Linked DNA regions of Mus musculus: region 2 is linked to region 1. The links are chromatin contacts, called in public HiChIP or PLAC-seq maps. All regions are on one chromosome and are shown on one strand. Each heading gives the region's core, a stretch centred on a gene start, on an enhancer-like site or on the middle of the called end of the contact. The rest is flanking DNA. Distances are from core to core; before and after follow the strand shown. Region 1 has its middle 16 kb from the start of Gm34724. Region 2 overlaps Gm35019 (a long non-coding RNA gene).

What was found. HiChIP or PLAC-seq counts read pairs in DNA pulled down with a chosen protein or histone mark.
Region 2: a contact with region 1 is called in a FOXA1 HiChIP or PLAC-seq map of pancreatic cancer cells. The contact joins two enhancer-like sites. A contact is called at or near these places in 1 of 115 datasets of contacts at active chromatin or transcription factors (pancreatic cancer cells) and 1 of 9 other capture datasets (embryonic stem cells).

Annotation. Positions count from the first base shown.
Region 1 is chr15:37,027,691-37,033,346 of GRCm38.p6, forward strand. No RefSeq gene overlaps it. Among named protein-coding and RNA genes, the nearest start is that of Gm34724, 16 kb to the right of the region's middle. Within about 2 kb of position 4,096, at least 99 of the 459 cell types and tissues checked have an H3K27ac peak or open chromatin away from gene starts, as enhancers often do. A contact at or near this core is called in pancreatic cancer cells, where this site is marked.
Region 2 is chr15:37,897,078-37,902,490 of GRCm38.p6, forward strand. It overlaps Gm35019 (a long non-coding RNA gene), which reads right to left. Exons shown (of 7, transcript XR_383951.4): 2 at 2,556-2,839; 3 at 2,110-2,121; 4 at 1-677. Among named protein-coding and RNA genes, the nearest start is that of Gm35019, 8.2 kb to the right of the region's middle. Within about 2 kb of position 2,999, at least 10 of the 459 cell types and tissues checked have an H3K27ac peak or open chromatin away from gene starts, as enhancers often do. A contact at or near this core is called in pancreatic cancer cells, where this site is marked.

The DNA of each region.
Region 1 (5,656 bases), core at 2,846-5,345:
GCTATGAGTGGAGGGTAAGGAGCTAAAAGGCTGGGAAGGGAAGACTGAATAAGAGAGTGTGGACAGTGAGAGAGAACAAAAAGGAATGACGAAGCAGAAGTGCTGACCAGGAAGGGACAGAGTGGGAAGGCCGTATTTTCATACTTCTCTCACTGCTGTGCCAGGAGAATGCCTGCTGAAAGGGGCATTGCCCATTTCCTGCCAGTTCTCTTTGCTTCATGGGTAAAACGCCAGCAGCATGCAAGGAGTGGAAGCTGGTCTCACCAAATAACCCAAGGAGGGGAAGGGAAAAGGAAGGAGAAAGTTAAATAAAATTTGGTGTTTAGGAGAGTATTAGTACCAAGGAGTAGCTGGACAATGCAAGAGTGGATGGGACCCAGATGGGGGCCAGGCTCTGGGATGAAAACCTCCACCCAGCTGGGAACTGGTTCAAGACCAGCTTCTCCCCAGAAGAGCTGGCATGGGAGGAACCATCAGGGCTCTGGGCCAAAGACCACTGTGTCCAGCACCTCTGAAAGATGTCTAAGAGAAGGCCTGGTTCTCAGCCTGCTCACAGATACTGGAGCAAAAGGGGAACCACCCATGCCAAGGCACAAAATGTACCAGGTGTGAGTACACCTGTTGCTCAAACTGTGAACCAAAATAAATCCTTTTTTGAGTATCTTTTGTTAGGTATTTTGTTATAGCAGTGATAAAAGCACTGAGTACATTTCTTTTGTTGTTATGAGCTCTGTTAGAGCCTGAACAAAATGGACGCTTACTCTGTTGACAAGACAGCCTCTAATAAATGATGCCAATGACTTGATCTAGGACCACAGATCTTTGATGCATAGATCCACCAGTTATGTCTTTCTGGGTTGTTTATGATACAGATGGACAAGTTTCTTCCAGACTCTTTTTTTTTTTTTTTGTTTTTTTGTTTTTTTGTTTTTTTGAGACAGAGTTTCTCTGTATAGCCTTGGCTGTCCTGGGACTCACTCTGTAGACCATGCTGGCCTCAAACTCAGAAATCCACCTGCCTCTGCCTCCCGAGTGCTGGGATTAAAGGTGTGTGCCACCATGCCCAGCTCCAGACTCTTTATAGAAACATCTGCACCAAAGGACAAACTAACCTGAATAAACTGAGTTTCAAATCGGTGCATGGTGGACACCATCCATCTCTTAGAGCTTACCAAAAGTTCACCTCACTTTCAGGTGGTGCTGAGGACGGACTCTGCACTTCATCCTGCATGAAGGACAACCTGTCACATTACGGTTTCTGGGGTTTTCAAGCCCTTCTTGGATTGTTTCCTTGTAGATGCTCTGACTATTCACACATCAACCTTACTCCTGGTCTGCACGTCAAGGCTCAAAGCCCCTAATGGGATGATGCAGCCATAGATTGCCATATATCATGGGAGTCCGTTCCAGACCCCCCCAAAAAAATGATTTCCCAGAGATGTAACAGCAATACTCTTAAAATGTGCAGATCACGCCCTTTAAAAAAGGCCATTTTCGACAATATGTGTGCGCCACCGTGCTTCAGGTAACTAGATGGGCTGGGACATGGCCTTGTCTTCTTCTTCTTTTTTTAAGGATTTATTTATTTTATGTATGAGTACACTGTTACTGTCTTCAGACACACCAGAAGAGGGCATCAGATCCCATTACAGATGGTTGTCAGCCACCATGTGGTTGCTGGGAATTGAACTCAGGACCTCTAGAAGAGCAGCCGGTGCTCTTAACCACTGAGCCATCTCTCCAGCCCGGCCTTGTCTTCTGATATGTTAGTTTTGGATTCATATTTAGACAGTTCTCCTAGCATACTATATGTGCCACTGAAGAGTCGTCATAGCATACTGTGTGTGCCATGGAAGAATCGTCACCTGTCTTTCCCACAGATCCAGGAGACTGACCAGCAGATAACTTTGTTCTGCTCCCTCTTCCTGAAGTTAATAGTCTTACTTTTTTACCAGCCTCCCTCTAGTATGCTCTCCTGAACCCTAGATATTCATAGAATGAGCATTTTTAGACTTAGAAGAAAATTGGAGCCTCTGCAGTCTTTGATTGTCAGCTAGGGCAGAACTTCAGGTTACCAAGGAAACAGAATAATCCAATATTGTTGAATTCAGAATTGCTCCCTATGTATTTGGAGGAACAAGGAAGTAAGACTTTGGCTTAGTTGCCCTTGCAGAGGTCCGGCGTTCCTTTTAACTTATTTACATCTTACAAAATACTTTGTTCATCTGAACTAGACACAGAGTAAGAGTTAGTACTGCACTCCAATTTATTTCTATCTCAGTGTTTAGAATCACCAGTATGTATATTTCTGGTCATTTGATGAAGTCAATGTTTGACTCAGCCACAGAGAACCTGAGGGATACCAGAAGGAGCATAAATGATCTGGGTCAAAGGTCGGGAAGCCCCAAGGAGAACTGAGGGAGTCCACATTTGCTGCTTATTTATTGTTACGAGATGACTGACAGATTGACTGAGGTCTGGTTTCTAGAACCAAGGGACAAGGTAGAAAGGAAGTTCCTAGAATTCTGACTCGCTAACTTGGGTAGATACGTGAAGAATCAGAGCTCAAGAGAGCTCTAAACACAGGTAGCAGGCTTGTTGTCCTAAAACTATCCAAGAGCTGAGGCAGCCTTCAGGGAAACAGCCTCCTTGACTTAACAAACGTTTAGATTTCAGCTACCCTGAAGGATGCCTCTTGGATGGCCATGGCCATGAATATCAAGTGGCAGAAAGTGGTTCGTGAGTAGGCTGGTGCTCATAGATAGGCCTTAGGAGGTTCTGCTTTCCTTCTGAAATTAAAACAAGTAAACAGACATAAAGAGTCTGTAAGGCTGGATGTGCTTTCTTCTGCTTTGTCCCTTATGAGAGAGGGCATGGTGTCTACCTGTTTTTCAATTTCCCTTCTGTCTTCCACCATGCAAGAACACTGTACGGTGAAGCTTCCTGTATGCCGGCACCTTGGGCTTCAGCTTATAGCCTCCAGAATGTCAAGAAATTAATTTCTCGTTTTTCATTGTTCTGTTTGTTTGTTTGCTGTTGTTTTGTTGAGATGGGGGTCTTAAATAGCCCAGGCTAGCCTAAAATTCACCGTGTAGTTGAAGCCGACTTTGGATTCTGGATCTTCTCCTCTCTACCTCACAAGTATTGGAATTCCAGGTGTTCCCAGCTTTTGTGGTCCTGGGGACTGAGCCCAAGACAAACATTCTACAAACCAATTACACCTGCAGTCCCTAAATGTCCCTAAATTACACCCCCCCACACACACACAGTAGCTGCTTGGCTAGACATCCCTGCCCCCAGCTACTCACCTATGACAACACTGTGGATGTGGAATCCCAGTCTGAGCCATGCCTCTACTTCCATGCCCACTCAGAGGCTGCCAGTACTAGCCTGAGAGCAGTCCTCAGGCCTGGCACAGCCTGGTGCTCATCGTCATCCTTCCCTCCCAGGCCTGTGCTTATGATTTCCCGGCATCTTTCAGACAGAAGGCAAACATTTACAGTGGGGGGAAGGCTCATATCTATCTTAGTCATATTGTTTGTCAAAAAGAACACAGAACTCAGAAACAGAGTGCCTGAACTCAGAACTCAGATCTGCAGCTTCCCGTGTGGCCTGGACTATCTCTTCCATTGTCTTCTGAGTCTGATTTCCTTGTTTGCAGAATGAGAATTGTCATTATTCCTGATCATTTTCCTTTCAGAGAGCTCAAACTGACTGAAGCCTGATAGGAGCTCAGCAGCTCCCATCTGAGTCACTCAGGATACAGGTCTGCTTGCATCTACATTCCTCAGCATTCCAAATGCAGGCACAGCCCAGGGTCCACAATGAATGGAGTCAGTGGTCGAGGTAATCCACTCTAAGCTCAGCTAGGACAGAGCATATGACAGGAGGAGAAGCAAGTCCCCTCAGTATGTTATGGTCTTGTTCTCTGGTTGTTCATTTGGAGCTCTTTATACTGGACTGAATTTTTTCTACCCAGAAGTCTGGAATGTTCCTTCCCTCCCCCAGTTGCTATTGAGACCAGAACTGCCTGCAAGAGCAGCTGAGCAATCCATCAGGCACTGCAGCTTGGCTGGAGATGTGAGCCCACTCTGAATGAGCCTTTCAGCGACACAAGGCTCCTGTGGGGGTGTTATAACTTCATGGCTACAACATTACAGGCATTGTTCTAAGCTTGCACAAAAGCCTTTGCTCAACCCAGATGCCCTGAGTTCTGCAAACTGCCCATCCCTCTGCCACATTCTTTTCAGACGAGGTTTGCTGAGTAGTTCTCACAGGATTTTCTGGGGTGGGGCTACATGTAGGCAGAGATATCTGGGGCAGGGCTACCTGTAGACAGAGGCATCTGGGGCGGGGCTACCTGTAGACAGAGGCATCTGGGGCGGGGCTACCTGTAGACAGAGGCATCTGGGGCGGGGCTATCTGTAGACAGAGGCATCTGGGGTGGGGCTACCTGTAGACAGAGGCATGTGACAAAGACCAGAAGGATTTTGTTGCTACTAATTAAAACTTGATTTTCTTTAATATAAAATTTACATCTGCTCCTAGGTGTTAAGTGTGACTCCTAATCAGGACGTTGAACATTTCTGTCACCCCACAAAGTTATCCTTTGTCTCTTTCTTTTCAATCCTGCTCCATCTTATAGACAGCAATAGGCCTGACTCCCATCATAATAGGTGAATTTAGCCTTCTTGAAAGTTTCATATAGATGACACTGTACACCATGTATTCTTTTTCTGGATGCTTTTTAAAAAAAGATTTCTCCATGTATCAGTATGTTGTATGTGCGCAAGTGTATGAGTGCTGCAAGTGTATGAGTGCTGCCTGTGAGTATGTGTGAGTGTGTATGTGAGTGTGTATGTGAGTGTGTGTACACCAGTGTCTATGGCTGTCAGAAGGGAGTCTTTGGATCCCTTGGAGCTAGAGTTATAGGTTTGTGAGATGTTCCATGGATGTGCTGGGAGCTAGCTTAGGCCCTCATAAAGGAGCAACATGCTTGACAGTTGAGCCATCTCTCCAGGCCCTGGATCTGAGTTTTTTTTTGCTCTTGTTATTGCTTGGATCCATGGTACATTTAAAAATTTTTTTATTGGGGAGTAATTTCCCATTGCACAAAGTACATTAGGTTATTTCTGTAGTTGAATAGGACATTTGGCTTCTTTTTTCTTTATTTTATTTTTTGGTCTATCATGAGTAGGGTTGCTATGGGGATTTATGTAAGAATTTATGAAGGTGTATTTTCCCTAGCCTTGCTAACTCATATGGCAGGAAACTGCTTAACTCCATAAGACACTGTCACACAGGGCAGTCTCTTTTCTCATAGTCAGTTTCACCAACAGTGTGTGAAACTCCAGTTGTTCCAGTCCTTACACACCTGCCTCCCTTCCCATCAGCTCCATGGGAATAGCACACGTGGTCTCTCCTAGAGTCTATGGAATATTAGTAGAATCACCATTTGCTACACACAGCTCTGGTTGAGACAGATGGGAGTGGTCAGAGGGCTTTGGTAGCACTGAGGAGCTCTGACTCCTCATCTCTCCATCCCTCACCACGTTCTGATGATTTTCCATGATCAAGATCATCACTGTCATTAATGTTCTGGAAGTTTCTGTTTTGGGTCTCAATCCCTGAATCTGGGACAAAGTTAAGCTCTTGT
Region 2 (5,413 bases), core at 1,749-4,248, 870 kb after region 1:
TGTTGTCCATTAACTACCCCCAGCTATTTTTAATTAAAATATCTGAAAACACCCTAACAATAAACTCAGAGCCATGAATTTGCTATTTGGCCCTTAACTCACAGGCTTAAACATCTCAGATTAGTTTATTATAACAGTTATAGAAGGACTGGGTCCAAGCCTTACAGTTTTAGAATTTTTGTATCAATAGAAGAAATTTATATCTATGAAAACTTGATTCTGCATCAAAATTAATCCTGTACCAAAATAAGAAATCATGACTCAACTTAGTAACTATTGTAAAGATTTCTACCAAATGAGATCATGGCTACATAATAAATTCTAGCTAATAATAAATTCTCCCTGTTTCAATTATGACCATTTCTATGTTCCCCAGAAAGGCAACCTTAGAATAACAACTTCCAGCCCCAAAGCCCAGGGAACTGGAATGATAACTCTTCATAACTTCTTCAAGCTGAATATGGGCGTTGAGATATCTTTGAAGGGGAGGAAGGGTAGAAAAAAATGAGGGAGTTGGTTGGCCTTAAGAAGGCCACCCCAATGATTGTTACAGTCTCTGATGTCTGTGTCCTGACTGGATCCGGCTGAAAGTCCAAGACATCAGGAGATCAAGCAGGTCAGTTCAGCATGTCTGATGATGAGACTCACCAAGGCTGTATAGTCTGTAATATACAAATCTCAAAACAAAATTTTAGTATCATCAAGATATCCTTTTTGTTTGATTCTCTGGAATCTAGTCCTGGGGGGGAGGGGGTCCCTCTATCAAATTTGATCCATATTACTCTGGAAGGTGTATAGACACCAATCACCTTCTCTAAAAATGCAAAGACAAAACCTTTCTCCCAAATCAGCTTATGCTTGAGCCAGTAACCAGAAAAACCTTTATTTTGACATCTCTCCCAGAAGGATAATATAACCACAAAACTCAAAATCACACCCATCTTGAAAATTAATCTAAAACAAATGAAGCAAACTAAAATACTATTATGTGCCTATTCTTAGGCTTTTTCTATTTTGTCATGCAAGATAATAACCCAACGTTCCCATGGAGCCCACGTTAGAGAATATGAGTTAGGTATCTTGAAGACCTTTCTATGCCATCTTTAAAATAATTGATTCACACTTCTGTCTATACTTGATTATAAGCAGGCAGCTATTCAAACCAGGATTTAAATTCAAAATTCCCGTAGAGCCCATTTTAGACAGAATATGAGTATCCTATAACACTTGTTAGAGCAATTTATCTTTATACCATCTTTAAAGCAATTAATTCAAACTTTCATTAATATCTGCCTATAGGAAGCAGGTAGTTTTTACTTGTTAAGCTCTCCACCTAGAGCAGCCATCTTGTTATAACATCTATTGCTTGGGCTCTCTACCTGGAGCCACAGACATTTATTTTATTAATACCTGTTATAATACCTATCTGTTGAACTCTCTACCTGTAGTCACAGACTTTTAATAATTAATATCTGTTCATAGCAGGCAGTTATCACTGCTCTCTCTACTTGGAGTCAGTGACTAATTTTCCCTATCCTAGCTCTGAACCACAGGTGAAATTCCCCACATGATTTAAACAAAATCTGTATATAAATCTATCCTAAAAGCAAATAATCCCAATGTTATAAATTCACAGTTAAATCAATATCTGCCCCAAGATAAAGGCAGCTTCCATTCTCCAGCTCTCTGACTCAGAGCAGCCATCTTGTCTCTTTCCACAGCAGGGGACCTCAGAGCCCTCTTTTTTTTTTTTTTTTTTGTTTGTTTCAAGGCTCCCTCGCTTAAGTACACATGACTCATCATCCCAGCACCACCTTTCTCTCACTTAGAAAATAAAACTCTAACTCTCAGGCTAATAATCTTAAATTTCTAGTGGATTCTTGCCTAACACGTTGGTTTACCACATGTTGTGGGAAGCAATAAAAAGGAACCTTGCCATGCTATGGCCAGTCAAGCACTGGTGGGCAAGTCTCTCTGACTCAGAGCTCCAAAATCTCTCCACCCAGATAAGTTCCCACTGGCAGGTCACTACCACACCAGCCCCGTGCTTCAAAACTCCTACATCCTTTTGGGGGACACATCAGGCAAACCCATGCTTTGCTGCCATACCTTTCTCTCTCTCTGGAACACCGCCGAGCCACCACATGAAGGAAAACAACACAAAGTTAGTTCAGAAACAATGGTAACTCAATCACTGACTACAACAACGAGAATTCTAATCTTGTAAGCTTTATTAAATGTAAATCCTCCTGTGGCAAATCCTGGCAGATTCACTATCTAAACTGGGAGACACTAGTAGCCAGATCTTGTCCTTTCCCTGTCTCTGTCAAAAAACCCTTCTCCTGCTTCCTCTCTTCCTCTGACCAACCCCGGAAGTCCCTGTGTTTCCATTTTCTTGACATAGAAAATATATTTCTTTTTTTTTTATTCTCTAAAATTTTTCTTAAGGACTTCACCCTCTTATCTTTAAACCAAATAGTTTTTCTTTCTTTCTTTCTTTCTTTTTTAATTCAGTTTCCCTTCTCTTTTATAGTTTTCTAAACTCAATACCTTACCTGCTCAGATGTCTGTGGCTTTTCAATCCTATTGCAGCTCAGGGTAAGTGCTCCTCTGTCCTTCTGCACATTTCCAGGCTCCTCGGACTAGCATGTATCTGTAGTGGCCAGCTCCACCCTCTCAGCTCAGTTCAGAAGGTTGTCCCATTGGCTTTGCCTCCTGCCAGTTCTAGACAGGCCACTCCCACCTGCTGTGCTTCTGTGAGGGTTCAGGCCTTCACCCAAGGGCACCCATGGGTATTCTTGGTGCCCACTTGCCCTGCCACATTTGGCTGGGCTGCCACCTGTCATCAAGCATCAGGATGGGGGCTCAGTGGGCCTGGACTGGGGTGCTGAATTTCCCATAAGCCTCAGCATGAGTCATACCTTCCACCCAGCAGAGCACTGGCTCCCCAGAGCAGCATGCAACATGAGAAGTGTTTCCTGTGGGGCTGTGCCTTGAGGCTCTGGTTCCTCACTCTACTGCCTCATACAGGCCTCTGCTCTCCCTAGAAGATGGCCATGGTGCACCTTGGAGGGATAAGAGGCCTGTATTTCCATACTCAGCCTCTTCATGTTTTTTTGCCTCCACTGTTCACTGGCTTCTGTGGCCAACCACACCAAACGGAGCAGCCTGCCCACCATCACAGAGCAGTATGCTAAACCATCCTTCCCAATGGCTTCTCAGGCTCTAAACCTGGATAACATGCCCCACATTGGGTGTCATCTATTAAAGTGTTTGTTTTTCCTCCTGGTTCCAAGCTCCCATAATAACCACTCAGACTCAAAATATATTTACAGATATCTAGGCCATATAGCTAGGCTCTTCTCTGATAACCCACTTATATTAGCCTATATTCTGCCATGTGGCTGGTCACCTCTGCTCAGGTATCATTCATCTGTCCTCCTCACATCTTCCCCAGCAACTCTTCCCACACCTGGCTCTTTCCCAGAATCCTCTCTGCCTACCAGTTGTCCCACCTTCTAGTCTACCCTTTTCTATAGGCCGTAGGTTTTCTTAATTGACAGGTGATTCGTCCATAAAATACACAAGCTGTTCTCTGTACACACATTCTCACTTCCTACTGCATCAGAGTCTGTGTGCATGACTTTCAGAATCCATATCCAACGACCTCTTCCCTAAACCACTCTCTCACCTTACCTTAAAATACACACTGGAGAATTTTAAATGTGGTTCCTTCCACAACCTAAATTCCATCCTTATCACTCCAGAAATTAATTTTGGTATCAGATTACCAGTTCTCTGTCTCCCTTTGTATCATGGTTAAAGTATAACCAAACACAAGAAAGAGCTGTTTATCCTGACAGGAAAAAACCCTTTAAGGACTGCATTGTTCACTCTGTCTCCCGCCACTGAACAGTTTGTTATAATTTCCTGTTTCCCTCTAATTGCTTTCTCCCCTGGCTGCTCAGAACCAGAGTTTTAAAGTTGAATTCTTCTCTCTGAGACTAATAGAAACTACAACTATTCACAACTAAAGAAATACTACATAATGCTTCTTTCCCCTTCCCTCCCTTTCCCCCACCCCGTTACTCTCTTCCAGCACAAATAACTGTTTTGACCAATCAGGTGAGTCCATCAACTCATTCCAGCCAGCTTTTCAGACCTGCTTCTTTCTCTTTATGTATTAGCACAAATTGAATAGCAATCAAAATATGAGTTCACATTTGTCACCCAATGACATTTGAAAGTTGGTCCCCAATCATTATGTAAAGACCTGGCCAGTACCACGGCCTTTTCTAGTCCTTGAGTTATGGACTCTCCCAAGAACTTTATGAAGCAAACAGCTATGTTTTAGAGTGGTTTCAACTTATCTCCTTTTTTCCTGTTTCAACATGTTCCTACAATGGCAAAAACTGATACAGGTGGTTACATGTTGAGACAACTGCACACAGCTGTACAAATTAGAGACCTCTCTGGTAAGGAGAGAGGACTGCCTGCCGTTCCTGCCATAGACTTTCCCCCTTGCTTTCATGAACACTCTGTTAGGGAGGGGTGATTTCTTAACCTTCTGTGTGCTCCAACTGGCCTAGATCAGAGCAGGGATGTAGGTCCAGTGAGAGACAGGAAATGGCCCTTAAGCCTGTTACCCCCTTAGTCTTAGGATTTTGTTGCTATTATGACCAAAGCAAGTCTTATAAAGAAAAGCATTACTTAGGGCTGGCTTACCGTTTCAGAGGTTTAGTCAGTTATTCTGATGGTAGGAAGCATGGCAGCATGCAAGCAGACACGGTCCTTGGGAAGGAGGTTTAAGAGTTCTACATCCAGATCAATGGGCAGCTGAAGGAGACTGTATCACTGGATATAGCTTGAGCATAGGAGACCTCAAAGCCTGCCTCCATGGTGGCACACTTCCTCCAACAAGGCCACACCCACTCCAACAAAGCCACACCTCCTAATAGTGCCACTCCCTATAGCCCAAGCCTTCAAACACATGAGTCTATGGGGCCATAGCTACTCAAACCACTACACATGCTAAGGATTTAGAGATGCATGGCTGGAGGGGCGAGATAATGACCTCAGTCTGTATTGCTTTTGAAATAGGAGGTTGTTTTAATTGAGGTGCATTTATTATAAATGATAGATGCCCTGAGTAAGAATGGCTTAGGTTATCTTGGTCCTTATGTCTCAGAACAGAAGCACAGAGGTGGGAGGTTGCAAGGAAGTGTTGGGAAATGGTTGTGTGCTTTGTGTATTCAGATGCTGATTACTGTGCCCAAAGATCTGGGTAGAGTCTAGACTTTGGCTTTGTTAAGCATCTCCTGTCTCAATATTGCCCAAAATTCATTTTCTATCACCTCTGATTGGTTAGATTAGTTAATAAAGACCTGATCAGCCAATATCTGGGCAGGAGGAA